3 separate regions of the Sus scrofa genome follow, and regions 1 and 3 are each linked to region 2. Evidence: chromatin contacts called from public Hi-C and HiChIP or PLAC-seq data. All regions are on one chromosome and are shown on one strand. The core of a region is the stretch at or near the end of the contact, and the rest is flanking DNA. Distances in the headings are between cores, read along the strand shown.

The links. Hi-C and Micro-C count contacts between places; a contact is called where the count stands out from the background. HiChIP or PLAC-seq counts read pairs in DNA pulled down with a chosen protein or histone mark.
Region 1: an H3K27ac HiChIP or PLAC-seq map of alveolar macrophages shows a contact between it and region 2. The contact joins the promoter of DOCK11 here to the promoter of IL13RA1 in region 2. A contact is called at or near these places in 1 of 47 Hi-C or Micro-C datasets (embryonic fibroblasts) and 1 of 2 datasets of contacts at active chromatin or transcription factors (alveolar macrophages).
Region 3: a Hi-C map of liver shows a contact between it and region 2, with 4 times the contacts expected there. The contact joins the promoter of LONRF3 here to the promoter of IL13RA1 in region 2. A contact is called at or near these places in 1 of 5 promoter capture datasets (liver), 2 of 47 Hi-C or Micro-C datasets (both in liver) and 1 of 2 datasets of contacts at active chromatin or transcription factors (alveolar macrophages).

The regions. Positions count from the first base shown.
Region 1 is chrX:97,067,189-97,070,526 of Sscrofa11.1, forward strand. It overlaps DOCK11 (dedicator of cytokinesis protein 11), which reads left to right and starts at 1,300. Exons shown (of 54, transcript XM_021080484.1): 1 at 1,300-1,544. The coding sequence starts at 1,443.
Region 2 is chrX:97,299,555-97,302,576 of Sscrofa11.1, forward strand. IL13RA1 (interleukin 13 receptor subunit alpha 1) reads left to right here and starts at 1,406. Exons shown (of 11, transcript NM_214341.1): 1 at 1,406-1,484. The coding sequence starts at 1,406.
Region 3 is chrX:97,492,798-97,496,212 of Sscrofa11.1, forward strand. It overlaps LONRF3 (LON peptidase N-terminal domain and RING finger protein 3), which reads left to right and starts at 1,508. Exons shown (of 13, transcript XM_013986385.2): 1 at 1,508-2,476. The coding sequence starts at 1,666.

The DNA of each region.
Region 1 (3,338 bases), core at 50-2,549, 230 kb before region 2:
CCTTCTCTGGAGTCACAGAAACATCAACCATGCCCTGGTTTTCAAAGCAAAGTCCTATCTGTAGGTGTGACTGCTTGGTCTTTGAAGATGGGAAAGGTGGGGAAAGTGCCCATAGAAGGGCTGCATGGCTCCAGAGGAATTACTGGCCATTTTCAAACTCTCAACACATGAAGTAACCAGAAAGAAAACTGCCGCGATTAGCAGAATCTCTCACTTTGTACTTGGGGAGGTTTTACAGGGTCACCAGTAGTACTCGAAGATTTCACTTCCTTATTTCTGTCTTAAGCTTGTTTATTTTACATCTAGTTAGAAGATGTTCTTTGATTCTTGGGAAACAATTTCTTCTTGGAAGGTGAAGAGGCTAAGGAAGGGAGTAGGAAATGGCAAGGTGGTTGCAGAGTGTGTAAAAGCTTCTAGAAGCGCGCTAGGTCCTCCAGACTCCAGGTCAGGGCCTTCCCAACAGCACTCCCACCCCACCCCACCCGTGACGCACAGTCTCTGCAGAACGAGACAACCTGCCACAGGCTCAGGCCCCCCATGCAGCTCTCCCCCGCCCTGGTGGGGATGGGGGTGGGGGAGTGGGTTCTGCCACAGCAAGTTTCCAATCCCCAAAGGCTGCTCCCTCCTAGGGCTGCGCTCCCCCCCCCCGCCCCCCAACCACGTGAGGAGGACCGCGCGTAAGAAAACTGTGTGGACGGGAGAGGACCCTAGCGAGTCGCTCCAGCCCAAAAAACCGCTCGCTGTCTTTTGACATCGGCGCGACCCTCCCCGGCGGAGCACACAATAGGCGGCCTCTCCACGTTGTTCCGCAGCCCTTCGCCGCCTCGACCCCGGAGGCTTGCGGGGTAGGGGACGCGAGAGTTCCCTCACCCTCCCGGAGGGCCCTGCAGCCTCCGGGACGGGAAAGGAGCGCTGGGGTAGAGCACACCGCTCACTTGGAGACATTTCGTGCCCCCCCCAACACACACACACACACACACACACACACACGCACGCGCGCGCACACAAAACGAAGCAGCCCAGATCTCCGCTCCCGGATGCGGCTGCACCAGCAACATCAGCTGCGGGCGGAGCCCGAGCGGTTGCCACTTCCCCCCTCTTCCCTCGTGACCCTCGCCCCCCCTCCAGTTCTCCCTCCCCCTCCACACACCCTTCCTCGCCAGACACACCCTCCTCCTCGGGCGGCTGGCGAGCAGAGCTCGGGCTCTCTAGGGGAGGGAGCGGCCGCCGCCGTGGGGCAGGACAGCGGGCGAGAGAGCGAGTGAAGGAGGGACGGAGGGAGGGGCAGCGGAGGGCGGGAGGGAGGAGCCGCGGGAGCCGCGCCGCCGCCGCCGACTGAGATGTGGCCGGCCGGCAGGCGTGTAAACACGGGGAGCAGCAGCGACCGCGGCTGCCCCGGCCCGAGGCAGTGAGCACGCCCGCCGAGACCTGCCCGCGCTGCCATGGCCGAAGTGCGCAAATTCACCAAGCGGCTCAGCAAGCCCGGCACGGCGGCCGAGCTCCGGCAGAGCGTGTCGGAGGCCGTGCGGGGCTCCGTGGTGCTGGTGAGTGGCCGGGGGACCGGGCGTCCCGGGGGACACGCTCCGGGCGAGAGCGACCCGGCGGCTTCCCGCGCGCGCGCGCGCGGGGTCGGGACGGGAACGGCGCTGGCGGCAGCCGCCGGGTGCGCTCCGCGCTCTTTCTCCGCTTCACTAAGTTTTCGCCGCGGCAGCTGCTCGCCAGGGTCCGAAGCCCTGGCGCCCGCTGACAGCGCTGCGGCTGCCCGGCTGCCAGGCACCGCGGAGGCGTGCGCCCGGCTGGACGCCTACGGGCAGTCGGGGGCTCGGCACTGGGGCCGGGGCGGGGGATGTGAGCTCGAGAGCGCACCCCGCGCTGCCCTAGACCCGGCACAAAGAGCGGGCGACCGGGGCGCGGCGAGATCCCGATTCCCTCCAGCCTGCACCTGAAGCAGCCTAGGCGGAAGGATGCGATGAATGTTTTGCGCGCGCACACACACACACACACACACACTCGTGCGCGCGCGCGCGCACACACACACACACACACACACACACACATACCGTGTACACAAAAAAGGAACCCCACCCAAAAAGCCCCGGGCGCCCAAGCCCCGGCGGGCGGTGAGAACAGAGGAAGCGGAGCGACTTCCTCCTGCTACTGGGGAGAGGGTGGTGATGGGTGTAGAAGGGTGCTGCTGCTGCTGCTGCTGCTGCTGCTGCTGCTGCTGCTGCTGCTGCTGCTGCTGCCTCGGAGGGAGGGGACTGGAGACAACGGGGTTCCGGGGCAAGTGGGCGCGGAGTCGGCCGCCCCACGGGGAGGGTGTCCCCTGGAACCCGGGAGCGCTCCAGAAGCAAGGAGATGGGGCCTTGGGGGAAGATGGTGTACGCCGGTGAAGGGATGGAGGACCTGGGCTCAGAGCCGCACCGCTCAGGGCTGGGGGATGGGAATTGGAAAGCGCGCAGACCCCCTGGGAACCCTCCCAGCGCACCCTCAGCCGCATCCGGATTGTCTGACTCAGGAGCGAAGCCGACGGGTACTACTAACGGGCACTTGCCCCTGCTCCTGTTTTCAAGATACTCGTTGCCAATTTCCTGGACCAGCAAGCAAAACCTAAATAAGCAGTCTGGCTGGCTAATTAGCATTTGTTTTGTTACTTTGGTTTTTTTGTGGGCTTTTTTGTTTGTTCGTTTTTGTCTCTCTCCATTCTACCTTACAGCGAGTCCTCTGCTGTGTTTAAATCTCACCGTTAAGAGTGAGCTCTTTTTGTTAAAACAACTTATCGGAAGGGAACTTCACAGCTTTTCCTTGTAATTTTTCTGTTGATCTTGTAGAATCTGCGATAAAACCAACATTAAAGGGAGGCCAGGGGCCTGATCCCAACAGTGGAGAAAGTTGACATTAGTGGGAGTTCTGGAGGAGGATCAAAGGTAAAATATGTACCTTTGAGATAAAGATCTGATCCCTAATAGCTACAACTGTGCAAAGCCAAGTGACTTTAAAGAAATCTCCCTATCGTGGCTGGACCCTTGAAAGTTTAATCCTGCTGTTTAGCAGAGCTGAAAAACCAGAGCTTTAATGTTGTTTTAATGGACTTGGCTTATTGTGTGTCTCACCGATTTTCGAATGAGGTCCTGTTGGGGTCAGATTGGAACCTCCATTGTCATCACAGGCAGTTGAGAGAGGAGGGCAGGCTGTGTGTAGGGAGTTTATACCAGGGCTCTCAGCTTGGGTGTTTGTTAACAAGTGATTCAGTCTCTGTAGCACAGGAAATGCTTTCCTAAATTCAGGAGGAAAGAAAACCTACCTCACTTAAACAGGGGTGGCTGACCCTCCACCGC
Region 2 (3,022 bases), core at 156-2,655:
GTTTGTTAACCACTGAGCCGCGACGGGCAACTCCCTTTGGAGCCTATTTTATACCCAATAGTTTGCACCTCCCACTCCTCCCGTCCCACTGCTAACCACTAGTTCCTTCTGGATATCTGGTAGGTGCAATCTAATTACAAGGCTTCTCAAAAAAGAAAAAGGAAGGCAGGAGGGTCAGAGTCAGAGCAGGAGATGTGCTAAGGGAAGCAGAGGTCTGAGTGGTACAGAAAGGGGCCAAGGAATGCAGTCGGCCTCCAGAAGCTGGAAAAGGCATGGAGACAGATTCTCCCTTAGAACCTCCAGAAGGAAAACAGCTCCAGCCACGCCTTGATTTTACCCTAGTGGGACTTCTGACCTCCAGAACGCTAATATAATAAAACTGGGGTGTTTTTAGTCAATTCGTGGTAATTTGTTACAGCAGCCATAGGAAACCAAGGGTTCCTCTTTTCCTCCATCCCCAGCGACATTAAGCCTCAGCCACCCACCTTCCATCTCTCTATATGTATGAAAAAGCAGTATGTAGAAAGTTGGTCGTGAGCTTTAAAAACATCCCTTTGTGGCGCAACGGGTTCGGTGGCCTCTTGGGAGCGCTAGGACGCCAGTTTGATTCCTGGCTAGACACAGCGGGTTAAGGATCCTGCGGTGCTGCAGCTGCGGCCTAGGTAGCAACTGCGACTTGGATAGGATCCCTGGCCCGGGAATTCCATATGTCGTGGGGCCGCCAAAAAAGGAAACATTTTTAAAAATCCAAGTATATAGTATGGCACTGTCGGTCATATTTACAATTTTTGCTTCCTCCCCCCCCATTATCAACAGATTTCAAATATACTTTTCATCCTGTTTACAAAGCATGCTCCCGCCACATCCCCTCCTCTGGTCTTCCAAGTCCACCCTCTGAGGTCAGACCTGGGATTACTAACTCGGGAGTCAGAGTTTAGGAAACAAGGGCTCAGAGGCCCACGTTTGGAAGCCGCGTCTCCAGACTCCCAGGCCAAGGCTCGTTCCCAGAGAAGGCCCTGCCCGGGGAGCCCGGTGGAATACAGCTCCCCCAGCACGTCCGGGGCTCCGCCGGTCTGCACGGTCCGCTCGGCTTGCAGGCGCGGGGGCCGGGCCGCGACGCGGTCGGGGAAGTTCCGTTTGGCCGGCGATCCGCCTCGGGGCGGGGGACTGGGCTGCGGCAGGGCCAGGTGTTGCGCAGCAGAAGCCGCTGCGGGAGCCACCGACGCCCCGCCCCTCCACCCGCGCCGGCCGCCAGGGGTTACCTGCGGCCGGTGGGCGGGGCGGCCCTTCCCGTCTGCGCCGGCCCCCGGCCTCCAGGGCGGCGGAGCCGGGAAGTGGGAGAGGGAGCGGAGGAGGCGGAGACTGCCGCGGCTGCTGCCCGGCCGGGCTCCGAGCGAGGGGCTGCATGGAGCGGCCGGCGCGGCTCTACGGGCTGTGGGCGCTGCTGTTCTGCGCCGGCGGCGGCGGGCTGGCCGCGCCCGCAGGTGAGTAGTGCGGCCCCTGGGGCCCGGGGCGGCGGGGGTCGCGGCCGAGAGGCCCGCCGGGCCGAGGGCGGCGGTGGGCGCCGGGGGCGGGCTCCGCGATGCCCCCGCGGCCGCCGCCGCCGCCGCCACTCGCGTGCGGCTCGAGGTGAAGGACCCAGAGCGGCGGAGGGGCCGGAGGACGTCCCTTGGCCGTCGGGAAGCGCCGAGGAGCCCGGGGCCGGACCGAAACGAGTCCGTGGCCGCGGAGTCGGGACCGGGCATGTGGCCCGTGAGCCCGGGAGGGGTTGAGGGCCCAGAAGCCCGCGGGGACGGCGACCGAGGTCCCGGCGAGCCGGGGACCCGCCGGGGCTTCTAGCGCAGCGGGTCTAGTGAGGGAGTGAGAGTTGGAGGCAACCTCTGAGGCTCCTAGTTCCTGAAGGAAAAGGACGTGAGGGTCACGGCCTCCTCTGGCGTCCAAGAAATCCAGTGGGAAACCCGGAGCAGCATCCGCGTGGATGCCTTTCTTTAATATTTTCCTTTAAAAAAAAGCAACCTTTATACTTTGGAATAATTTTCAATTTACAGAAAAGTTGCAAACATAGAGCGTTCGTGTATGCCCCTCCCCCCCCCCCGTGCGGCAATTTCAAATTAATCAACCAAGAGTTACTGTGAAAAGTGGGGGCTGATGAGTTGCTCAGGGATGGCTTTTTCCGGACCTTCTTGGTGAGGATAGTAGATCCAAAGTCGATAGGTTTTATTGTCATGTTGACACAAACGCTTCCAGTTTTGTTTATTGCAATTTCACCAGCGTGTTGTACTTTGAAACCCAAGTTGAAATGTTGATTAGGAAACCTCGCTGCCCTGTGTTGATTCAGTCAACAAAACGTGTGCAGAGCCGGCTCACTGCCAGGCTGTGTTCTAGGGGCTGAGAATGCCGCAGATGAGCAAAACAGAGTCCCTGCCCTTTGGTGCTTCTCTGCAGTTGGCAGAGTCTGAGAAAGGGGGGCGGGAGTGAAATATAAGGTATGTCAGATGGCGAGAAGTACTTTGGAGGAAAACAACGCAGAGGAGGGGGCTGCCATTGTAAATAAGGTGGAGTAGGAAGACCTCCACTGAAAAGGTGGCCTTGGAATAGAGACCTGGGGAGGTTTGAAGTTGGTCAGCTAATAATTCAAGTGAGGACTTTCCATTGTGGCTCAGCAGTAACGAACCCAACTAGTATCTGTGAGGATGTGGGTTCAATCCCGGGGCTCGCTCAGTGAGTTAAGGATCTCGCGTTGCCCTGAGCTGCTGTGTAGGTTGCAGACACTGCTCAGGGGTCCCACTTTGCTGTGGCTCTGGCGTAGGCCCTCCGCTGCAGCTCCGATTGAACCCCTGGTTTGGGAACTTCCATATGCCCCAGGGGCAGCCCTAAAAAGACAAAAATAAATAAATAAATAAATAAATAAAAATTCAAGTGCTTTTCTTGTTTAGTACTGAGCCAGGCTCTGTAGGTTCACTTAGAACCTTAGAATGTACAGTGTAATCCTCGCCCCCCCCCCCCAAGTGCCTGTAGTTTA
Region 3 (3,415 bases), core at 258-2,757, 190 kb after region 2:
CCGGATGGAGCCTGTAGTCAGCTCTGATACATAACTTGTCATCCGTGACACTGATTCAGAAGCCAAAAAACGATGGCTCCCAGAGTTTAGATCATTTGCCCAATGTCACTCAGCTAAGAAATGGCCACAACAGGAGCCCATTGTAGGTCCTCAGGCCTCTGGAGCAGCCCCAGGCACACCTCCAAGCAATACCCAGAGCCCGCTGCGACCGAAGGCCCACTGAGTCGGGGCAAGCCTAGACCCCGCCTTCCGGCTCTGAGCGGTGTGACCCTGGGAGAAGTACGTTCTTCCTTTAGTTCTCTGAGCTTGTCAGCTTATTTGTGCGTGTGGCTCCTGTCCGATGTGGGGGGTGAGCAGAGAGACAGAGCGTGGGCGGCTCACATTGGCTTTCTGGAAGTAAGCGGGGCACCCTCGCGGCCCCTAGCCATTATGAGCCAAGCACTGCGGCTTGGCTGGTGCGCAGCCCCCCGCTATGAAGCGCCTGTGTCAGAGCTCTGCGCTCTGGAGCGGCGAACCTGGAGGCGGCTGCGCCGGCCGCTGGAGTGCGCCGGGGACTCACGGACTTTCTCCCGAGCAGTGCTCCGGGTTGCGGTCTTCCGCCCGCTGTTCTCCCGTGGCCCCGGAGTACCCACTGACCCCAGCAGGCCTTGCTCTCGAGGCCGCGCCCGTCCTGCCTGTGGTCCCCGGGGCCCGGCGCGTCTTCAGCGGGGGCGCGGGCCGCCCGCCGCCCGCCCTAGCGCAGGTTCCAGCGTTGGAGGACGGAGAGGTGAGAAAGCAGGGCGTGCGGGCCGCCTCCTCCCGGCCGGAGCTGGCGAGCGCATCTTCTCCGCGCGCCCCTCTCCTCTCGGCGAGCGCCGCCCAACTGCTGAGCCCGCTTGGCCCCCTGGTCCGAGTCGCTCCCAGCACAGGAGACCCAGCGCCCTCGGATAACCGCATTCACTACCTTTGGGGGACTCCCTGGGGAAAGTGGCCAGGGTCTCCGGGTGTGAGGAGCCGGGCCGGGACCGGGACCCGGGTGGGGGGCTTCCCGGGGACCTTCTCAACCCGCTTCCCTTCGCAGACAGCCGCCGTCGCCCCTGGGAAGGCGAGCCTCCGGCGTCTCCGAAGACCTGGTGGACTGCGCGCCTCGAGGTACCGGCCTCTAGAGCGGGGAGGGGGCCGTTAGCGAGCGACTGGCAGAGGGGACCTGTTTGCTGGCGGGTTTGGAGGTGGGATGGGGTAGGGTTTTGGAGTCGGAGAAGCGCAAGAGAAGACGCCGTTTTAATTTTTTTTCCCTCCCCCTCTTCCGAAAAGGAACCACATTGCAAGGGGGAAATAAGACGGAGTGTAAACACAAACAACCTCAAAAAGAAGCCAAGAAAAGCGAAGCCGAAAGAAGCAAGCGCAACACTGTTACAAAACTGTCTGGTTTTGTAACAATCGCCCTGCTGCCGGCCAATGAGCAGCGTGGCGGCGCATCACGTGGTGCCGTTTTATATAACACTTTGCTGAGACAAGACAGTTATTAGGCGGCGCGGGGCAGCAGGCATGGAGCTCGCAGAGGCGCGGCGGGGAGCGGCGCGCGGCAGAGCGGCGGCCGTGGCAGCCCCGATTCCCTCCAGCCGCCGCTCCCTGCTCCGCGTCCCCGGCCCCTAGACGCCTCTTTCCGCGCGTGACCCTCTCCCTATGGATTCATTTCAGACTGGGCAGATGCTGAGCTTGCCCGCCGAGCTCGGCAGCAACAACTTGGAGCTGGCTGAGCCGGCGGCATCAGCGGCCCGCGGAGACACGGGCCCCCACCCGGAGGCGGCTAGAGAAGGCCCCGCACCTCTACCGACGCGGCCGCCAGGGCAGGAGCAGCCTCCGAGGGCCTCGACGCCCGAGTGTAAAGTCCTGCTCAAGCAGGCCGATGCCCTGGCGTCTGGGGGGCGCCTCCGGGAAGCCCTCGAGGTGTACCGACAGCTCTCAGAGCGGCAGCAGCTGGTGGCTGAGCAGCTGGAGCAGTTGGTGCGCTGCCTGGCCGAGAACGTCCCGCGAGGCGAGGCTCCGGAGCCCCCGGACGGGAGCCTCGCGGTGAGCTGCGCGGTGGCGGCGGAAGACGCGGGGGTGGCGACGGCTGCCGAGGCCACCGAGGTGTGGGACGGCTTCAAGTGCCGGAAGTGCCATGGATTTCTCTCAGACCCCGTGTCCTTGTCCTGCGGCCACACCTTTTGTAAACTGTGCCTGGAACGCGGGCGGGCAGCCGACCGGCGCTGTGCGCTGTGCGGCGTCAAGCTCTCCGCGTTGATGGTGGCCACCGGGCGGGCGCGCGGGGCCCGGCGGGCTGGGCAGCAGGCGCCGCCGCCGCTGCGGGTCAACGTGGTGCTGAGCGGCCTCCTCGGCAAGTTGTTCCCAGGCCCGGCACGGGCGTCGCAACTCCGGCACGAGGGCAACCGGCTGTACCGCGAGCGCCAGGTGGAGGCGGCGCTGCTCAAGTACAACGAGGCAGTTAGGCTGGGTGAGCCCACTGTGCCGCCGGGACCCGCGAAATGGGAGGCGGGTCGGGCGGAGGAAGGCGCGCGGACCGGGGGATGGATCGAGCCCGGAGTGGGGGAGGGGGTTTCTGGAGTTCAGTCCCCTACTTTTTCTCCGTCGCTGCCGATTCATCGCCCTTTCTCTGGGTCTCTGTCTGTCTCCCTGCTCTTTGTCTTTTCCTGTGTCTCCTGTTAGCTTTTGTGTTTCTGCGTCGCTCAGTCCCTGCTTCTGTTTGTGTGTCACTCTGTTTCCGTGGCTTTTTCCCTCTCCGCATCTTTGTCACTCTGTCTCTTGCTCCGTGTCACCACCTCTGTTTCTCGGGCTCGCCTTCTCCTTCTGCCTCTGCACTCCTGGGCCCCTCGGACACCTGCCCGCACCTTGCGGTCCGGGAAGGGAACTTCGCACCCTTGCCAGTGCGCCGGGGCTTCTGGGCTCCCGCCAGCCCGAGATGTTCGGTCGGCGCCTGCGTCTGCCTCTCCCGCCCGACCCGGAGCCGCCGTGACGGCCGGGAGTTGTCCCTTCCGGGGCCGCGGCTCCCGGTGGGGTGGGTCCGGCGTGGAATTAGGTCAGGAGAGCACTGGTTGCATAAGGGCCGCGAGCGGCCCGGGCCGGGCGGCCCCTCCTCCGCGCGGGCGGGCGGGATTGTGTAACGGCTGAGGTAACCGAAGTGGGCCACGCTCGCCTCGGAAACCATCCCGCGAGCGTGTGCGGGGGGGGGGGGGGAGAGCTCGCGCCCCGCTGCCCTGTGACTCATTGTCACCGCTTCCTATCACACGATCCTCGGCTGAAATAGATGTCCCCTCCCTCCCCGCCCGCCCGCAGCCTGCGCCCTCGCCTGGAACCCCAGCCCGCCAGCCCAGTGGGCGACCGGCCGGGCGACAGCTCAGGGATCCCGGGGGACCGTGGGCTGGCTGCCAAGGGG